Linked DNA regions of Gossypium hirsutum: region 1 is linked to region 2. A link is a contact called in public Hi-C data. All regions are on one chromosome and are shown on one strand. The core of a region is the stretch at or near the end of the contact, and the rest is flanking DNA. Distances in the headings are between cores, read along the strand shown. Region 1 holds the start of LOC107956095. Region 2 has its middle 17 kb from the start of LOC107954398.

Evidence for each region. A called contact is a pair of places that touch in the nucleus more often than the background predicts.
Region 1: a Hi-C map of leaf shows a contact between it and region 2, with 2.4 times the contacts expected there. The contact joins the promoter of LOC107956095 here to the enhancer-like site in region 2. A contact is called at or near these places in 9 of 34 Hi-C or Micro-C datasets (fibers, hypocotyl and leaf).

Annotation. Positions count from the first base shown.
Region 1 is chrD07:21,575,444-21,582,190 of Gossypium_hirsutum_v2.1, forward strand. It overlaps LOC107956095, which reads left to right and starts at 4,610. Exons shown (of 2, transcript XM_041096679.1): 1 at 4,610-5,673; 2 at 5,823-6,139. The coding sequence starts at 4,935. The coding sequence ends at 5,908.
Region 2 is chrD07:21,541,395-21,548,307 of Gossypium_hirsutum_v2.1, forward strand. No RefSeq gene overlaps it. Among protein-coding and RNA genes, the nearest start is that of LOC107954398, 17 kb to the left of the region's middle. Within about 2 kb of position 3,882, at least 3 of the 9 cell types and tissues checked have an H3K27ac peak or open chromatin away from gene starts, as enhancers often do. A contact at or near this core is called in hypocotyl and leaf, where this site is marked.

The sequences.
Region 1 (6,747 bases), core at 3,360-5,859, 35 kb after region 2:
ATTATATTTAAATGTTTAAACTTTAATTTTTATATTAAAAAATGTATTTTTGTTATTTGTATATTGTTTATTTGCTCAAACGATGATTTTTTTTTGAAATTGTAGATATCCAATTGGGTCTTTTGATTACAAAAAATAATTACACAGCAAATACATTGAATATGCTAGTAATAAAATTGTTATTTGTTATTCACGGGTCTCATTATAAAATTGCACGTCATTTTTTATTTAATTGAGATATATTAACTAATGTGGTAATTTAACATGGTCAGGGTCAATACCGCGTATTGAGGGCCTGTGTCAACGGTCCGGGCTATCGTCCAGATGAACGCCTTATGCCATACTTGGAGGCATCCGAATTTGGATCAACAGTATTGATCCGCATGTTCGATTTGAGGTGCGACTTAATATCCGCTTTGGTCAAGCGGTGGCGCCCGGAGACCCACACATTTCATTTTGCTGTGTGAGGAGTGCACCATCACTCTAGAAGATGTCACACTACAACTCGGGCACCCAATTGACGATAGTACGGTTACGAGTGCAAGTACAGTGTTTGAACCAACAGTGCTTTGCTATCACTTACTAGGACACTCACTCGGTGATGGTGGAGATAAATTTAAGAGTTTGAGATTTTTATGGTTGAAGGGAAATTTTGAAACTTTATTGAGTAATGCCACTGAGCAAGAGGTGATGTGCATCACTCGAGCATATATAATGCATATGATAGAAGGTATACTCATGCCAGATGCAAATAACAACAAGGACCACTTGATGTATTTGCCATTATTGTATAATTTGATAGCTTCATGTTCGTACAGTTGGGACTGAACAATATTAGAAACATTGTATCGTGAGTTTTGTCAGGTGATAAAGCACAATACCGTGGACATAGGTAGGTGCTTGATATTGATGTAGCCTTGGGCGCTATACAAGATGCCATTTTTGGCATCAGTTAGTCCCCAAACACATGTCTTCCCACTTATGAACAAGTGATAAAATTTAAGCAATACATCAAGAATTATGTTTTTTTTTTGAAAATTTTTTATAACAAGTATAATTTTTTTCATAGATAGAGTATTTCTCCAGGTATCGGGAGGTCATATACGCTTCCGATTTATAAATAGATGATTGAGACAGATGCTGGGGAGAGAGTAATTTTTTTAATATTCATGACATGTGATTATTTTATTTACGTTATTTGACTCTTGTTATTATACCCATGTTATTAATTGTGCAGCTCGTCTGGATGTCATATTTTGTCCCGGACATTACGACTATTATTCCCCCGTCTACTCACATCCACTTACACTTATGGTGCATTAACACACCCTTGCTGAATTTCGTAATAGTCGAGTGGTACAACGGGGATCAAGTGACAGTTCGGATGCAAACAAGATATTTCGGATGCAACTTAATGACAGTCCCTGGCACATACTCCCGCATAGCAGCTATCCATCTCTATAATTCATTGTACGATGCATCTCAATCTCCATATAACTGCTCCATGGCCATCTGTTTAGCTATTCATGCTTTCTGGTATGACACTTGGTATTGGAATTGTTCTTGCATTTTGGCAATCAGTACCGAAATAGGAATGATCGACATGTCCTTCATCATTGGCATGATGTAGTTCCAGATAGTTTTGGCATCAAGTTTGCGATGATTTTGGATCATACATGTAGAAGTGCATGTGTGAGGCCCAACAATTTTTCAGATCTTCCATATGTGTGACCTCTGGATAAATGCGACTCATACCCACCAATTTCACCCTTCTACCGACCTCCAACACTCTCCAATATAAAATGTCAGTTTAGACACGACGACTTTGTAGTCAATCTACACATTCATGCTATACCGCTTAATGGCAAATACACAGTATTTCTTGGTCATGAATTTTTGGCCTACGAACAACTCCTCACATTCGAGATATATGACCAATCGATGAGCATGTAATATATTGGGGTACTCCGGAAATTTGGATACATGTGCCGCATCAGGATCTACGATCGACATATGGGCCCCAGGATCATTGCGTATGACAATGCCTCAACTTGGGTTCCCAATTGAAAACGCGTTAACATTTTCATCGTCATTCCCACCTTTGTTGTCAATATCATCCGAGACCTCGTCATTCCCAATTGAAATCACTATAATCTTCAACCTTTTGATCAGAAGGATCATTATTATTATATTCATTATCACCATCCGTATTGGTCTCAATCACCACGAGATGTATTTGTAAATGGGAACCTAAGTTAAGGTTCTCAAACGCAAGTGAAGCATTAAAATCGATGTCGAAACCACGTACAGTAGATCGCCTATTAATAGACGCTTTCGGAAGTTCCGTGCACAGATCTTAAACTTCATGCTGGTCACTTAATGGAGTGAAATCTTCAACTGGCTCGGCATCAGCAAACTCAACAAACAACTAAATTGATTCAATTTGGCCACTCTGATTTTGATAATAAAGTGCAACCATTATCCCCACGTCTTCATTGTCTACAAGTTCCATCTTGGTGAATTTGATGGTATTTGTCAACAATAAAGTGCAAAAACGCGTTCTATCACCTAAGGGGAAATTTCAGAAAAGCGCATTGACAAGGATGCATTTTACCCCATGTCAACAAAAACACGTTGACATGGGCACGATTTTACCCATGCTCAGACTAAGTTTTCAAAAAAGATTATTTTTTTAAAATATTATAAAAATAGACCAATATTTTAAAATTTTACGAGAATAAGCCTTTATAAAAATCTAAAGTGGCAGCACAAATTTTTTTTTGATGCCACCAATTAATGTGTAAATAAAACTTACAAAGCAGATCTTTATATAGATCCAAAGTCTCATTTCCTTTGTTTTCTTAAGCTATGTGGGATGTGAGATATGTGTATATATAGACTCATGAATAAGTTTGCAGCTTGTTCCTACACAATGTGAGATTCCTTCCTCTTTTAACTAACATCAAATTAAATGCTGCACTATATTTTATATATTTTTTACTTATAAAGTTTAAATTTTTTTACAAAAAGTTGACATTTGTTACATTATAAATAAAATTTTTAAACTCTCTAAGTTAAAAAATTATAAAATATAAAATGAGTATAGTATAATATTAAAAAATAAATATTTAAAAAATTACTAATAGTTGAGTGATCATTTTGTAAGTTTTTATAATTTGATAGCCAAAAAATCATAGTTAAGTGACTACTAATGTAATTTAATCTAGATATAAAAATATGAAAAATAATTATTATATTTTATGTATATTATATATTTCTATAGAAAAAGTTATTTAACATAATTATATACTATATTTAAATAGATTATCTATCTAGTCAAAATACATCTGAAATAAATTTATCAGCATTTATTAGGTGATAAAAATTAAATTAAAATTAGGATTAAAAAATTAATGAGCATAGTAAAATATTAAAAAAAAGATATATCAATTTTTTAAAACTACAAAAAAGAAATACTATTTGAGTACCAAATACTCACCATTTATTTATTAATCAAACATTCACAACATAAAATAAAATAAATAATAAAAAAATTAAAAGTATAACTTCTAAATTAAAATAATGAAAAATTATTTTAAAAATTAGAATTGCATGGATATTAACTTCAAACATTTAAAATTGAATAGAAGGTAACTACATGTACAAGTTTCATATGTGTATAGCCTTTAATCTTATGTTGTTAGTTAAAAGAGGAAGGAATCCTACATTGTCTAGGAACAAGCTGCAAACCTATTCATGACTCTATATATACACCACATTGTGTAGGAACAAGTTGCAAACCTATTCATGACTTTATAATTATACATATCTCACATCTCATATTACTTAAGAAAACAAGAGAAATGAGAGTTTGGGTCTATATAAAGAACTACTTTGCAAGTTTTATTTCCATAGTAATTGGTGACACCTTAAAAAAAAAGTGCTACCACTTTGGGTCTTTATAAAGGTTTATTCTCGTAATTTTTAAAAAAAATAGTCAATTTTTATAATATTTTAAAAAAATTGTGCTGACATGAGCGTATTTTTACTAACATAGGATAAAACGCGTTGACGGCAACGCATTTTTTTTTTAATTTCCCTTTAAAACGCTTTCATATATATGCGTTTTAAAATTTTTAACCTATTTTAATAAATAAAATTTTAAGTGACCTATTTTCATAAATAAGGTTAGAAATGAGTGTTTTTCTTTTTTCAGTAAAATAGTCGTAAAAGAAAAGCCTCATTTATAAAAAAGAAAGTGAAAGTATAAATGAGGAAAAGGAATGGGCAAAAAGCAATGACACAGTATAGCGTACAATGATTTCGAAACAGGGCTAGGTTATGGGAAATCGTGAGGGCAGGTTTTAATCTTTGGTAGTGAGTCGTGACTCGTGACCCAGTGACGAATGAAGTGGAGTGGTGTTAGCAGCAGGAAAAGAATTTGTGTGGAGCTACGTGTCCTTGAGCAGATCTCTACGTCATTTGGCTCAATATTGCCATGTGTAAATATCTTGTAATCATTTTTAATAATTATTAAAAAAAAAAAGGCCAATGGTCCGAAGCTTCTTACTTAACTAATTTGATTTAAAACCAAAATTACAATCCCAACCTTTTGCCAACTACCAAAAAGGAAGTAAGAGGAAGTGATTGAGCACTGAAATGGGTATCTCTGTAATTAAAGGCTTCAAATTTTCTGGGTATAAATTTGGTTGTTCAGAGTGAGGAGTGTGTTTATTTTACTTTTTATTATGAAATAAAAAAATTAATGAATGATAACGCCACAGCTTGTTAATAATGTGTAGCCAGCCGTTCTTTTTGTTTTCTCTCTAATATATCACTTTGATAACAGAAAAAAGAAGAAGAAAAGAACACTTCAACTTCATCGTTCTTTTAGTTTCGTTTCTTTCTTTTTTTTCTTTTTGTTGTTGCGAAAGATGGCTTCAGATGAAAGTATGACGGTTGTTTCGTCCATGGTGGAAGATGACTATGACGATATTGATGTTGGGTTTGAGCATCAGGCTCATACATATAACTTGTCGAGGCTTTCCATGTGTACCAGTTCCATGTACACGAACGAGGATGATGATGATGATGATGATGATGATGATAATCTGGGGATGTATCTGTCGAGGTTGTCCTTTGATGCAGATGTTGATGAGGAGTTCCCTGGCAAAGAATTGCTTCAACTCTCTTCTGACTCCGACAAGGAACCTAGCTGCTACTCTCTTCCCGCCACCCCACCTCGCCGGAGGAACGGAAAAGCGGTGTTGTCTCAGGAGCTGATGGGAGTGGCGAAAGATTACGCAAGTGAAAATGAAGCTCAAAAGGGTGGTTTAAGAAGGTCAAAAGGGAACAACAAGTTGAGGAAGAGGAGGATTACAAGAGATAGATGGGAAGATAATGAGAGTAAAAGCTGCAACAAGAAGAAAGATGGGGAATTAATTGCAAGTTACAGCAACCATAGTGGAAGTTTCAGTGGGGAAAGTGAAGGGGGTAGTGCGGGATTGGTGGTGATTACAAGGCCCAAAGGTGGGCAGAGGTCGCTGTGTATGGACTTGGAGGAAGTGAAGGCGTGTAGGGATCTTGGGTTAGAGTTGGAACATGAGCGTATGTTGGAGATGCCTAGTAGCGGTGGCAATTCTCCGATCGCCAACTGGCGTATCTCTAGCCCTGGTTAGTCAAAATTACCTTTAATTTGGACCCTTTATGCTTTCTTTCTAAGCCTAACAGGAAACTAGGGAATTACTGATTGTTTGATTTATATAAAGGCTCTGCATAGCATTTTCAGTTCATCTGATGGGATGTTTACTCTGTAATTTTAGGTGATGACCCAAGAGATGTGAAGGCTCGGCTCAAGGTGTGGGCACAAGCTGTGGCACTTGCATCCACATCTAAACATTGCAGCTGACTAACTGCTGCTCTTGACTATCATCGTCGTTTCCATTAAAAAACCCTTTTCGATTTTAGTTTCTTGCTTCCTAAAAAACCAAGTTACACTTATGTACAGCTTTCCACTTGTAAATATAAACACTGTGGATTATGAAGCTAGATGGTAAGCTTAAGCTTAAGTTACACTTTGTAAGCAGCAAGACTGAAGGCTTAAGCATAATTTCAGTTTCGAGCAGTGTTTGTTGTATCAGTTCTCTGTCGTCATTCTTTAGTTTTGACTTGGATATGGTTTTAGGTACAGTGTTCCCAAAAATTGCTGTTGTTAGAAACAAAAAGAATTTGTTCTAAATAACCTCTATTCTAACCAAACAAATCGCAGTGCCCCCACTGTAAACAGAGTTAAGCTCACAGGTAAGATCGGGGCAAACTTGAAAGCTAAGGGTACTGATCGAAGGGCTAAACTCAAACAATTATTATTATTTTAAAACCTAAAATCTAACAAATCAATTATCAGCATTGTCTATATCTGCTAAGAGAACCAGGCATTTGCTCTGTTAATGACCAATGCTAATGTAGTTATGACATGGATGACAAATTATATTGAGAAGATTACAGCCGCAAATGTTAGTTATATGTGGCTCAGTAACATCAGATCAATCTCAGCTAAGCAATTATGAAGGCTACTTGCCCTTTTAAGCTTTATCCCCTAAACCCTTTTATGTTCTATGTATTGAGTTGATCAAACACTTAAAAGTCTAAAACCCAAGGAAGGTGTAGAAGTAGTAACTGAAGAGTAAGCACACCCCATGCATAACGCACCTCCAACTCTAGTTCTGCATAGTTAATGAAACCCATGAA
Region 2 (6,913 bases), core at 2,632-5,131:
TGTCTCCCTGAATTGAAGCATTATCTTGAAATTTTAAATTTACAATTTTAACCTTAAAACTATAAATTTTTGTGAGCTTCTGAGCCTATAGAGCATATTTTTTTCGTGCTCATTTTATTTTTGGTTGAGTATGTCAACTAGATTTTTTATTCTAGAACATGTTTCGGTTATGCGTGTCGAGACCACATTATTGATTTGATATACTGAAATGATAGAGACACTTAGGATTTAACCTACTTAACCTCTACATAGCTTACTTGTTGAATTAACCCTTAATAAACCTCGTTGATCGTAACACATTTTTTTCTTATCACTCGTTTATGTTAACCAGAAACCATATTAATGTTGCAATTTTTTTCTTATTGACTCCCTTTTTGTCAAGATTCGATTTGATTAGTTGTCTATCTATATTTCTTCATCTGCATTGCTGAATTTCAGGGTGTTAACTCTTGTTAAGTTTAAATTTCAAGTAATTATTAAGTAGGGGAGACTCTTATGTTTTTATGCCTTAAAAATTTCTGCTTGGATTGCTTATGTTCTTTACTGTCAATTTAGTTAAATTTTCAATGCATGATTATTTATAGATTATCTTAAGACATTTTCGGTGAAAAAAATAAATTAAAGGAAGTTAACTTGAATGTGTGTTGAGAATTTTGCTTGAGGACAAGCAAACGTTTAAGTGTGGAGATATTTGATAAGTGCTAAAAGTAATATGTTTTCACCTCATTCTTAATGTGTTTTGGGTGATTATTCGATGCCAATTGTGAGTTTTATGCTCTTAATCTTTTAAATTCATGTTTTAATGCTTGATAGAGCATTTGGGAGCAAAATGAATGAAAAATGAATGAAAATCGGAGCTTCGGAGCAAGTTGCAAAAGCCACACAGGCTGAACCATTCCATACAGCCAGACTACAAGGGCATGTGGTAGGTGGTGTTGATTTCATAGGATTACACACCGAATAGCAGAATATCATGATTTTTAGGTTTTTCGGGCATTCTAAGACATATATGACAAAAATAAGAAGATGGGAGAGAGCTATTAGAGAATACTCAAGAAAACAACTCGAAAAATACCATTGAACCCGACTTTGAAGCAAATTTTAATAATAAAGTTCGAACAATTCAAAGCCATATAAAAGATTATAAACAACCATAAAATCCAGTTGTTAAAAACAAAAATCTTAGAAAAAATAACGACGAAAATACTTATAACCTAATAAGATGATTAAGTAGAATGACGGAGCTCCCGATATGCCGACCTGATCAAATTTGTGGGTTACTTGAAATCCAAACATATAGGCTAAATGAGCTTGTAACAAAGTGTGTAACTTATGTATACAATCAATCATAATTATGTATAACATATATGTTTTCGATTTCTCTTTAATCAGACAGTTCTCAAACTCGAATACAGAGTCGGAAACATAAGATATCAGATATAGTTACAGAACATATTAGATATAGATACAGAACAGATTAGATACAGATGTAGATTCCTACCCCATCCGCTGTACACCTTCTCTGTCCATCCCTACACACCATATAGGGTATCAAGTACTCATCCATCCCTACACACCGAATAGTGATTGTATGTCACATTTCAAAATAATTGCAGACTAGCTGCCAGATCAGAATGCGATAAATCGCCAGAATCAGATATATGCTTGTGGCTTAACCACAAAAATCGACAGATTATTTAACTGCCCACACTTTCTCCTCTATACAATCCCAACCCAATGAAGATGCAGATTTTAACAAATATCAAATATGCGTATATAGTGGTACAAATTCAAATCATACTCTTGTAATATTGTCACACTTATCAGATTTCATCTAAAATATATGTGTAAATAACAAATTATTCAGTAACATATCATCAAATAATGAATTTCATTGCATATTCAGATTCCACAGACCCCACAGTAGGCCCACAGTCTATTTGAATGACGTTTACAGTCCTTGGAAAAATTTTCAGTTTTTGGCCCACACATCCGTGTGGATTCACACAGCCTGACAGATGCCCCTGTGGCTCATCACAATGCCTCACATAGTCTGTCACACAACCTGGCACACGACCATATAACCCAAGTCGGAGAGTTACATGGTCTAGCACACAGCCTGATACATGCCCGTATGACTCAAGTCAGAGAATTTCATAGCCTAGACACACGCTCGTGTCATTCACCCATGTGACTCACCACCAAAACAACCCCTCACATGGCCTGGGCACAAGCCCATGTCGCACGCCCGTGTGACCCAAGTCAAAGAGTTACATGGCCTACCACAAGACCGTGTAACTCACATGGCCTAGGCACATGACCGTGTGACGTCGACAATAATGATTTTTAGCTTTTTCCATTCGTAGAAATTTAGGTTTTTGTTACACACTTGGTGGTATGAGTTTGACGTAGAAGCAACAAGATGCTCCCAAAACCTAAAAACGACAATCAATTGTCCAATTAAACGATTTAATCGAACTAAAACGCTAATTTAACATTCAATCGAACTATGTCAAAAACTTCGACGCAAAAATCCAACTCGAAAATCATCCACTCACCCTTGTACTAAACAACAATACGTGAACTAACTCGTTGGAGGGACAATACCATTAATATCTTCACCTAAAAGAAAGCCAATCGAAACTTAAACAGGGAAATTGAACAACATAGGTAGAAAACCAATTTTGAGAAAAATGAATGAAAACGAACATCAACAGAAATTTAACAACAAAACTTACACAATTAATTTTCAATCAGAAACAATGAGACATGCAATTTCCCTCGACAAAACAACTATAAAAGAAAGAGGGGAAAAAAAAAGAAACAGTTTAGTTAATTAAAAAATACAAATTTTACGGAGTAGTATAAAAATATATTTCCTCTTAACTTACACAAAGACTCAAACACAAGATCAAAGGCATACAGAAGCTTAACCACTAAACCTCTAAGCTCATCGTTGACATAAGTTAACGCAGAATAAGACTTAAGTCACAAGTTCAAAGGTAAGAGTTCAACCGAAACAAAATAGAAAAATTTTTCAAAAGTAAGACTTGAACCCCTAATCTCAAACACATAAGCAAAATACTTAACCACTAAAGCAAATACTCAATTACCACAAAATTTAACAAACAAACATTCAAATTTTTGGGGCGTTACATTTAGGGTAGTTCGTTTGGTAAAGGTTAGCTATCGAGTGTTCTCGCAATTAATTTACACACAGAAAGGTTGGTGATATGAGATGTCCTCAATCATAACTGACTTATTGGTTGTAGGAGAAAATTCAGTATCCAAGAACAGTTTGAAGCCGAAGCCTAAATCGTGCCTGAAGCTAGAGTGTCATCACATCAATTTATTTAATATTATTTCGTTTTATTTATTTCATTGCAATTTCAATCTTGATTTGTTTTTTTAATCAAATTTAATTCCCGTTTATTTCATACAAGTTGACATGAGTCATGGGCACGACAACTGCCAACGACGTGTTCTAGTTATAAGGAAATATAATTTTAAATATCCAATTCCTGTGAGATCGATCTTACTCCTTATATTACTATTTATATTCTATTTAGGTATAGGAATTTTATTTTATCTTATTTTATTTTTTTCGACACCATCAATAAATATTGATAATATTTATTTAATTACTTTTTTTAAAATGTGTTAATTAATATATGAATAAATATATTCAGAGCTTATCCTCTGGCAAGCACAATAATGGGTGAAGGCCCAGGCTAGGCGGCCATTGCCAGAAACATAAAACATTGGAGCAATCACCAACATTTTGATTCCAAAATCCAAAATATTAGTTAGGTGGTGAAGGCCCATAATGAAACATCATAGGGCACATGTTGACCCCCAAGCCTACAAACGTACAGGCCCGAATTTCAGATCTAAATGGGACAAATGTTGGCTGATAGACTCATCTCTCTACCAGACCTACCCAGTCGTCCACTCAACAGGATGAAAACCTGGGTCAAGTTTTGCCACCATGGACTCTTCACAATGTCTAGCCCTACCATCTTTGACGGCATTTAATAATCCCCATCATTGTTTTTTGTTTAGCTTTTTCATTATTCAAATGAGGCCAACAGGAATCATTGTAGCTCCTAGTTTACTTTAAGCAAATTAGTTTTCTATTTCCACCTCAAAATTTAATATAATTATTGAATATTAAAATAACTTTTTTAAAGTGGAATGCAAATAAATGTTTTTCAGGAGAATAAAAGTTTGAAAAAAAGAAAAAGAATATTAAATTTCCATTAGGAGTAGAACGTATTTGTAGAGATGTGATATTAGCCTCACATTTAGATTGCTAATTAATTGCATCCATTTCCTTCCACAAACAAAAAGGGAAGCAGACAGAACAAAATCATGGAAGAAGATGCCTACCTATCTTAACTTTGCATCACGATATAGTTTTTTTTTATTTAATATTTTGGAAATAAATCAATCAACCCGACTCAAACCTCTTTTTCTTCATTCAACCCCAATCAAACTATGGACAAATCTATATGGAGAAACCATTGTTCATGTCTTGTTTAACTAAAGTGTGGATATGCTTGGCTTCTTCTTTTTTTAACGTTTTTCAATACTTTTATTTTAAAATGCACCATTTTGAAACCTCTGTTTACTTATTTATTTTGTTTGTATAAATAATCTTTTATAAAAATAATTATAAAAGAATAATAATTAAGTAATCTAAAAATATGAAATACGAATATTATTAGATATTAAAATTCTATATTTTTAATAATATGAAAATATATATTAGAATTAAGGGTAAACTACACTCAAAGTCACTAAACTGTTAGTAAGTTTATGTTTTAATCACTTAACTTCAGAAGTTACAAAATGATCACTGAAGTATTTGAAATTTCATTTAAGTCTCTGAACTATTCAAAAGTTTTAATTTAAGTCACTTGGCTATTAAGTGTTTTTTTTTAGTTCAGGTTGCGAGCTCTAAGCAATGATTTGGCAATCAATATGGTTGATTAGTACCCATTGACAAATAGGAAAACATACCTTAGATCCAAGTCAATCTAACGGTCAGTATCGAAGAACAGAGAAGAAAATTGTTTAGATTTTGGTTCACAAATTCGCGACATTTAAAGCTATTTCATGAAAAAAAAACTGAATTGTAGAAAACAAGGGGAATGAGAGCTTTCGATTGGTGTAGGGCCATACAACAACGATTTTAACAACCCATGACCATTCTGTAAACTTAAATGAAAACTTTCGAAACTAATAACTATTTTATATTTTTTAAAATTATGTGACCAAAACATAAACTTACAAATAATTTAACAACCTAAGGTATAATTTACCCTAGAATAAAATAAAAAAATATTAAATGAAATAAAATTATGACACATTTTGAAAAATTATATCTTAATTTAAATAAAGAATTTCAATTACCCAAATCTCATTCTGGAATTACTAACAAATTTCATTATTCTTACTTAAACAAATAAATTCATTTTTAAATTTTTTAAAATATTAATAAAAATGGAATTACATCTCCATATCCCTCGTCCAAATACATTCACTAAATCTCATAAATATATATATTTATATAAAATTTTGTTTTCATTCACTAATTTTTTTCGTATATAAATTTATACATATCTTAAACTACTCATAAACCTTAAAACTCCTAAATTAATTAAATAAGAGGAATATTTCATACTTAATCACGCTTAAATGCATGCCATCCAAATTGATATAAAAATACTGATGCCAAATAAATAAAAATTCAAGTAGCTATTTTTAGTATTTTAAAAAAATATGTATCCTTAAATGACATAATATTATTTTATTACTACAAATTATGGTTTTCATAGGTCAAGTAAGGCCACAACCTGATTTTAAAAAAGTTTGAAGTCTGAGCTCGGTCCAACCTGATCCACTCAAATTGTATCATTTCCAACCCAGCTCAAATGTTATGGTCGAATTATGGAGGTCACACTAGCCACCGAAATGGTCCGGTGAAACATTCAGTTTTTGGATAAAGTCAAAAACTCATTTCATAAAAGAATTCAAGTTTTTACAGAGGATACCGATACTAATTAGAAAAGTATCCATGCTTATTTAAGTATCGATACGGTTTAAGCATTCTGCCAATTTTGAAATTTATAAAATGCTATCAATCAGTATCGACACTTTTATAAGTATCGATACCAATTTGGCATTCTGTTTATTTTGAAACTCGTTTATTTGATCAAGTATCGATACCTAATGTCAGGGCATCGATACTGTTCGTCAGAGCTGGAAAAAATCACTTCTTAAAAACTTTTATTTCATGCTCAAACGCAACACCAAATTACCTAATGGTCCATTCAGTTTCAAAAACACATTTTTTATGGAAACATCAGTTTGTTTTAGTTATTCCTTTATTCAATCTCAACTCCAAATTTGTTATAAAAATCCTAGTTGTAATTATTTTAAAGTAGTTTAATAGTTTTAAAGTTCTTAGCCAAGTTCAGGTTTAATGTCAAAAATGAGTAAAGCCAAAAACTCAAAAACTTATGAGTAACAGAGTCCATGCCACAGTCCAATTAACAAAGCAAAACCAAATAGAGCTTATAAAATAGTTTAGAAATACGTTTTTAAGTAAAATCCAACAACAGTGCTCCGAGTGCTGAGTCTGAGCCCTAACTTTACGAGTTATCTAGAAATATAGGAAAAATTAAAGGGGTGAGCTGTGAAGCTCAATGTGGTCATAACACATAAGCAACAAGTATATAAAGCAGTAAATAATGGCATACAAGCTTACAGTGTATGGTACATATTTGCATCATAATATTCACAGAAACACAGTAGCTACTTGCATACTTTATGAATGTCAGTGTAGTGCACTACCCAATCTAGCCCTACAAACCACAGTAAGAAAATAGTAACAGTATGGCATGTTATT